2 separate regions of the Sus scrofa genome follow, and region 1 is linked to region 2. A link is a contact called in public promoter capture Hi-C data. All regions are on one chromosome and are shown on one strand. The core of a region is the stretch at or near the end of the contact, and the rest is flanking DNA. Distances in the headings are between cores, read along the strand shown.

What was found. Promoter capture Hi-C pulls out the DNA fragments that hold promoters and counts their contacts.
Region 1: a promoter capture Hi-C map of fetal skeletal muscle shows a contact between it and region 2, with 6 times the contacts expected there. The contact joins the promoter of NDUFAF8 here to the promoter of NPLOC4 in region 2. A contact is called at or near these places in 2 of 5 promoter capture datasets (fetal liver and fetal skeletal muscle) and 2 of 2 datasets of contacts at active chromatin or transcription factors (alveolar macrophages and skeletal muscle).

The regions. Positions count from the first base shown.
Region 1 is chr12:1,517,811-1,521,505 of Sscrofa11.1, reverse strand. It overlaps NDUFAF8 (NADH dehydrogenase [ubiquinone] 1 alpha subcomplex assembly factor 8), which reads left to right and starts at 2,028. Exons shown (of 3, transcript XM_021066478.1): 1 at 2,028-2,186; 2 at 2,329-3,695. The coding sequence starts at 2,103. The coding sequence ends at 2,928. TEPSIN (TEPSIN, adaptor related protein complex 4 accessory protein) reads right to left here and starts at 1,746. Exons shown (of 14, transcript NM_001244108.1): 1 at 1,688-1,746. The coding sequence starts at 1,735.
Region 2 is chr12:1,249,025-1,252,933 of Sscrofa11.1, reverse strand. It overlaps NPLOC4 (nuclear protein localization protein 4 homolog), which reads right to left and starts at 1,557. Exons shown (of 17, transcript XM_021066476.1): 1 at 1,396-1,557. The coding sequence starts at 1,410. TSPAN10 (tetraspanin-10) reads left to right here and starts at 1,699. Exons shown (of 4, transcript XM_021066469.1): 1 at 1,699-1,834.

The DNA.
Region 1 (3,695 bases), core at 779-3,278, 270 kb before region 2:
AAGAGCTGACTCAGCACAAAACGTTCCATTTACAGAGACAAAAACCAGAAATGGGGTTCCTACACCATTGCCCACCTGGGGGCACAGGCCTCGGTGCACAGAGGCCCGAAAACCTCAAGTGCGCTCTGTGAGGTTCTGGCCACAGTTTACGTGAACCTCGTGTGAAGCTGTGTGCACACACTGTCACGCGATTGGTCCACTAAGACCCGAAGCGGAGCTGGCAACGGCTGCAGACCCGCAGAACTTTCGGCACGTAGGGAAACCTCTGCTCGAAGAGAACGGGGCAGGTTTCCAGCACCAGGAGGGTGAACTCAGGCCCCCCTACCCTGCCACCTGCCTGAGAAAACTCAAGGAGCCAGAATTTACTCTCCGTTCTGGCTCACAGCTGGTGACAGGCCCCAACCTCCCTTTCGTGAAGCATTTCCTAAAAAGGAACTACAACTGTGAACCAAGGGCCTCCTACGACTCCAGGGTGTCTTTCTCAAGGACCTCAAGGCCATTCCTTGAAATGTAACTACCAGAAAATCCCAGTCCCTACAGGACCTAACCTCTAGGACCACCAGCTATCAGACGCGGACGCGGCAACCCATGGACACTGCCCAGCTCCTCGCGATTTCTGACTCGAGCCGCAGCCTTCTGTCCTGAAAATGCCCAGTCCTCGGTGGCTCTAAGGGCTCCCCGCCTCCCCCGTCAGTGACGCAGGCGTCTGACACACCTAAGGGACACACTATGTTCCTTATGTTTCGTTTAGAAACAGCTTAGCAATAAGCAGTTTAAAACCGAAGAGCTTGGAGGCTTTCCTTGTGCGTCTCCCTGGCTTGACTGCACCCTAAACACAATCACCTGTGAACTAAAGATGAGGCGCCCTGAGCACAACCGCCCGGGGATTAAAGATTAGCACCTGCTGTTCTTCAGGAACTTTCCCAATTCGTTCTAACCGCTCATCAGGATACCCCTTTCTCAAGTATTGTTATTCCAGGAAAAGTCAAGATTCATAACCCGGAAAACCACTGAGCTCTCCGGCACCAGCTTAGGTGACTAAGAATCGCTGAAAGAAAGAAGAATGCGTGTTTGCCCCAACCCTGATTCTTATCTGAAACCCTGTTTTTCTCCTTTTAGACCATAAAACTCCCTGCAACTCTTCCCCAAGAAACGGCCCAGTCTTTAGGGCGTTAGCCTGCTGTCACCTCCTTGGCCTGGCAGAGCAATAAAAGCTATTTTTTTCTCCTTCACCCCTATCTGACGCCCGCCACTGAGTGAAACGGTCGTCCTGCTTTCCAGGCTAGTGTCTGGCCCTGTAATTGATCTTCGACAGAGCTCAGGGGTCACTGCGTCTTTTTCTCGAAAGCTCTCAAGTTGGGTAAGAAAGCACTAACTTGGGGCCCCTGGCTCTCTTCCCCAATTTGGACTCGGGTCAAGGCGTCTCACTGTCCCCAGGACCTGACACAGGGCTGGCTGACCTGCCTCCTCCACGCACGTGCGGCGGGGTCCCGCAGCCTCGGAGGGGTCCAGGGTAGGAGGGAGAGGAGGGGAGCCGGGGGTGTCGGAGGCGGGGCTGGGGGGAAGAGGCGAGAGGAGAGGTGGGGGGGCCGCAGAGCTGTGACCCCGCGGGGGCCGAGCGGGGCCACGGAGGCGGCCAACTCGGCCGGGAGGCTGCGCGCGGCGGGGCCGGGCCGCCCGCACTCACCCGGTGCAGGAAGCTCAGCCGGTCCCGCAGCTGCGGCGTGGCCGCCATGGATGCCGGTCACCTTCCGGCCCCGCCCAGCTTCCGCCAAGCCCTGACCCCGTCCAGTCACTCAGCGGGCCTGGCCCCGCTGGCCAATCGTTCGCGTGGGGCGGGCCCTGAGGCCGTCCTCGGTAAACAATTTGCACCTGAACCAATCCAAAGTCTAAGGTCAAAGACGGACGAAACCACGAGCCAATTACAGGGCTCTGCTCCCAGAGCGTAGTTCCGGAGGCGAGGCAGAGGCGTGGCTGAAGCCTGGCCAATTACAAAGCGCAGAACAGGTTGTGGGCGGAAGCGTCGACCAATCAAGCTGTTGGGTGCGGGAAGAGGCCGGACCTAAGATGGCGGCGCCCACGGGTGCCAGGAAGAGCCGCTCATGTCGGGTAGCGGAGCGGTGTGGGGTCGAGTGCGAAGCCGCCTCCGCGCCTTCCCCGAGCGCCTGGCGGCCTGTGGGACTGAGGTGCGGAGCCGTCAGCGAGGCGGGAGGGCTGTACGGGGCGGGGCGGGGCGGGCGGTTACCGGGGAGCGGCGGGGGGGTCTACTGGCTGACCGGCGGGCGCAAGGGCCGCCGCGATCCTCGCCCGTCCCCGTCCTGTCCCCAGGCCGCGGCCTACGGCAGGTGCGTGCAGGCATCCACCGCCCCGGGCGGCCGCCTGACCAAGGACCTTTGCGCGCAAGAGTTCGAAGCCCTGCGGCGCTGCTTCGCCGCCGCGGTAAGTGGGCGCCGGCCCCGCCGGGGCGGGGGGCACCCTGGTTTCGGTGTTGGGCGCCGGCAGGTGCTGCGCACACGGCACACCCGCCCACCAGCCAGCGCGACCCCCGCCCGGCCGTGTCCATCGCGGGGAGGGGAACGGCACCCTCACCGTGTTACTGCGGTGCCTTGGAACCCTACCTGGGCCTGTCGCCGAGGCGGGGTAACGCCAAAAGGGACCCCACGTGTGTGCTGCGCGTGGGCGGTTACAGCCAGGCCCCTGGTCTCCCCCTGCTCGACTGCGCGTTTCTCAGAGGGTGAAGGGACAACCAGCAGGGCCGCAGCGGCTGCGAAGTCCTCCACCAGCCGCGCTGACGGGTGCCAAGGGCGCAGAAGCGGCTGCGCTGACGCGGTCTGTTGGTTCCCTGGCTCTGGGTTCAGATCTGCCTCCAACCACTCAGGAGCGGGTGTCTTCTGTTTCCGAGCTGTGGCATTTTCTGATCCTCACTGATCGAACCCTGTGCTGGAGAAATCCTTACGCACTATGCCCACGTAAAGAACTATGGTGTCCAGTTTGTGTTTTCAAGAAAGACGAGGAAGAAGTAGAATTGGAGGCAACTCTCTGGGCAACTGAGATGGGCGCTCCAGACATCTCAAGGGCAGGCAGCGGAGACTGCACTGAGGCTTCCACACGGGGGTTTGAGCTGGTGCCGAGGTGTCAGGTCTCCGGGGTCTGGGGTGGGCTGTGATGCCAAGGATCAGCTCTGTTCACCAGACGCAGATCCTGAGAACCGGACCCCAGAGGGGGCAGGATGATTCCAGGAATCTGAGGCCATTTTCTGACGTTCCGGGATGGCTCTCCCTCCTTTTCTGGGCCCTCAGACCCTCCTCGCACTCCCCTTGCCATGACCGTGGCTGGGACGCGCAGTCTCAGCCTTGTCACCAACCTCTGATCCGACGCGGACATGTCCTTGGGACTTGCTTCCTGCCTCCTGGCAGATCCCCCGGGAGGGGACAGGCCTCGGTCCCACGGTCACCGGTTGCGAGGTGAAGACCCGCGCTCCCGGCACCAGGCTCTGCTCTGGCACCTGTGGGCGCGTGGTCACCTGCACAGGTGTCTGGTCGTCTGAGACTCTTTATGCTCCTTTGCCTCCATCGTGCTGTCCTGTCCCCAAAAGGCTGGCCCTTGTGCCTTTTTCCGCTGATGGGGACCTAACTGCAGGCCCTGGGCCCTGGGAACTCAGGACGGGAACGAGGACTTTCTTACCTGAGGACATG
Region 2 (3,909 bases), core at 308-2,807:
TTTGACATAGGCCGTAATGTAAAATATGACCCAGCGACAGGGACACGCAGTTCCTTGGGAACTTGGGTTTCCCTCTTTCTAAGAAAAGGAACTCAGAACACTTCTTGGGGGAGTCAAAGAATTGGTAAGATAAAAACCAGTTATCCCACAGAAATTTTTGGAAGATCTTTCCAAAATAATAGATGAAAACTTTTCTGTACAGCAGAAATTGACAGAACATTGTAGCGCAGCTATAATAGAAAAAACGAAAATCTTAAAAAAAAACTCACAACCTTTGAAATAAGTTTCAGAAGAATGATCTGTTTTAATTCCCGAGAAATGTGACAAGAGATCCATGCCACACCTAGCAGGAAACGGCCTTCTCTGAAACAACTCATTTGACCGTGGTTACCTGAATTCAGTTAAAAATAATACAGGACGGAGACAGTTTGAAAGCAGCTCTGAGTGTTAAATTCTTAGCCTATTTCTAGAACAGGGTTAGGAAATCTTATTCTAAAAGGAGTCAGTGGCTAGTTTCTCTTGGGCCACTTCCCTCTGCTCATCTCCAGGTGGTGAACCGTGCAGGAGGCCCCAGAGCCCCGAGCACAGAGCTGTGTATCCAGGAGGCATCACAGGAGGGGCTGGAAGCCCAGGGCTGGGGGTCCCCGCAGAGCCAGGACCGCGCCACTCGGGACACCTGGCCAAACCGCGAAGCCACCCCCGCCCTGCGAGGTTCTCGACACCACCTGCCCCCCGGTGCTGCTTCTGCTTCCCCGGGAAATCTCACGCAGTCCTCAATGCGGACCAACATATTCTGTGCAGCTGGTCTGAGGGGTTTTTTCCTGCCGCACTGACTTTTGAGAGGAAACTTTCTACAAGTTAACGCATGGCCGGCTTTTTCTGCTTTTCACTGGCTTTTCCGTTTGTGTCTTTTTTTTTTTACTTAAGAAAAACCTTCGGGTACAAAGTGAAATCGCCCTTTAGAACATCCCTTTAGACGGGCAGCTGTCAAGTTCTCCTTGCCGTCCGCCAGACCACCCTCCTCGCAGCTTCCTCTGGCGGGGAGGGGGTCCCCGTCGGTGGAAAGCGCCCTGCTTTCGGGGACCCGTAACAAGGCACTTCCTGGGGCGGCGGGAGGAGGCAGAAGAGATGGACGGCGGCGAGGCGGGGTCGTGGCCCCGGCCCCTGGCACCGGAGCCCCTCCGAGCGCGCCCGGCCAGCCCCCCGCGGCCCGGAATCGAGGCGGCAGGCACAGCCCAGCCCCTGCGGACGGCCCGGCTTCCCCGCCGGCCGAGACCCGGAGGTCGGGGGCCCGGCCGGCCCGGCGGAGGAGGGCAAGCCGCCGCGCTTCCCGCAGGCCGCGCCGGCAAATCTGCTGCCTCATCCCGGCGCCTCCCGCCCGGCCGCCCCACTCACGATGCTCTCGGCCATGGCGGCCGCTCCTGTCTCCGGGCTCGAGCCCCGGGCCGCCGCCGCCGCCGCCGCCTGCCGCCCCGCGGGCCTCGCAGCCCCGGCCCCGGCCTCAGCCCCGGCCCCGGCCTCCCGCCGCCGCCGCCACCGCCGCTCCAGCTTCGCCGCCGGCAGCCACCGCCGCGACGTCCGGTGCCTCGCCCGACGCGCTCCCCGGGCCCCGCGGCCGCGCAACTGGGTTCCGGCCGCGCACCGGGTTCCGGCCCCACCAACGGTCCGCGCCTGCGCAGCCCGGCCCCCCGCGCCCTGGGCTCCGCGCAGACGCGCGCCCCCGCTGGCCACGCGCGGGAGAGACGCTGCGGAGAGGTCGGCGGGCCCGGGGGCGTCGGCTCGGCCTGGCGTTCCCGACACCTGGTCACACGGAAACGGAGACAGGCTCGAGAAGGTGACATCACACCTTGATGATATACACACATATTTTAAAGAAAGCATTTTCCCTCAATCCTACGTAAGAGAAACGAGCGAGTTTTGACTGCATTTTTTAAGGCCGCACCCGAGGCACGTGGAGGTTCCCAGGCTAGGAGTCGAATCCGAGCTGCAGCTGCCGGTCTACACCACAGCCACAGCAACCTACACCACAGCTCATGGCAACGCCGGATCCTTAACCCACTGAGCGAGGTCAAGGATCGAACCTGCGGCCTGAGCCACGCCGGGAGCTTCTCAACTGCATTTTAGATAAATGCTTTTTGCCAGAGAGCCAATATCCTAAAATTGCCCACAGTGCCAGCTTCATGGGTACAGACCAGCGCTGTTTTTTGGAAGGGCCTGGCTTTAGGTTCGTGCTCTGCTATCACCGTCTTGCCGTCGTTAATAATTTTCAGCAAGGAGCTCTGCATTTGCAGCATTTGTGTGTGTGTGTGTGTGTGTGTGTGTGTGTGTGTCTTTTTGTCTTTTCTAGGGTCACACCCGTGGCATATGGAGGTTGCCAGGCTAGGGGTCCAATTGGAGCGGTAGCGGCCAGGCTACGCCAGAGCCACGGCAACACAGAATCCGAGCTGTGTCGGCAACCTACACCACAGCTCAGGCAATGCTGGATCCCCAACCCACTGAGCAAGGCCAGGGATCGAACCTGCAACCTCATGGTTCCTAGTCGGAGTTGTTAACCACTGAACCACAACGGGAACTCCAATTTTTTTTTTTCTGTCTTTTTGTCATTTTCAGCATTTTCATATTGCGCTGGGCTCTGCACATTTTGTAGCTGACCTTGCCTGAAATTATGAAAAAAAAAAAATGAGAACCTCAAAGAGAGTAAACTATGTTTTTTAACCCCCATGGATCAATTTCAGATTGTATTTATTTATTTTCTGTGCTGAAAAGAGTTAGGAAATTGTTACTCGGGAGGATGTGGGTTCAGTACCTGGCCTCGGTATTAACTGTGGTGTAGGCCGGCAGCTACAGCTCCGATTGGACCCCTAGCCTCGGAACCTCCATATGCTGCAGGTGCGGCCCTCAAAAGACAAAAATAAATAAATAAATAAAATATCGGCCAAAAAATTAAAAATAAAAAAATTGAAATAAAAGCTAAGATGGTCAAGAAAGCTGTCTCTGAGGAGACGAGGTTTGACAGGTCCCAGGTGAAGTGGGCCATGCAGATACCTGAGGGACGAGGCACACAGGACGAGGTGAAAGCGCACGCAAAGTCCAGGGGCCTGAGACGTGCTGGAGGCCCAGGAACCAGAACGGGCTGGGCTGGAGTTCCCCTGCGACACAGAGGGTTAAGGATCTGGCATTGTCACTCCAGCGGTGCGGGTCGCTGCTGTGGCTTACATTCACTCCCTGGCACAGGAACTTCCACGTGCCATGGGGAGTGACCAAAAAAAAAAAAAAAGACCTTCTGGCTGAGTGCAAAGAGGAAGGACAGGGAAGGCCTGGTTGGCAAGAACCCTGGAACCCTGGGAGACCTCTGGACGCTAGTCTAAGGGCGTGAGGAGGCCTTTGGAGGGGCAAGAGTGGAGGAGACCTGCTCTCTGGAGCCTGGACAGAGAACAGACCATGGGGGGGGGGCAGCGGGGCGGATGCAGTAGCCCAGAGGGCGGATCGTGTGGCAGCAAAGGCCTCGGGGAGCTGGCGTGGGGTTCTGATGCGGACACGTGTCCTGCACGCTCACCGTGGCCTTTTCTTCGTGTCCAGGACGGCCTCTTCTCGCATCTCCTCTCTCGAGGGCCCCCCTTGCACAGCAGGGCCAGGCCGGGGCTCCTGGCGGCGTCTCCCAGGCCGGACACACTCGGGCGTTGCTGGAGGACCCGTGTCTCTTGCTCTCAGCCCTGCTTACCCTGGAATCTCCCTTGTGTGTCTGTGACGGTGTTTCTTGGATTTCTTTTTGAGGTTACCTTGGTGGTTACATGCATTTTCTGGGGCTGCGGTAACAAAACACCCCAGACTGGGTGGCATAAATTGATCTTCTCCTGGTTCTGGAGGCCAAAGTCTGAGGCCAGGGTGACAGCTGGTTGGGCTCTTCTG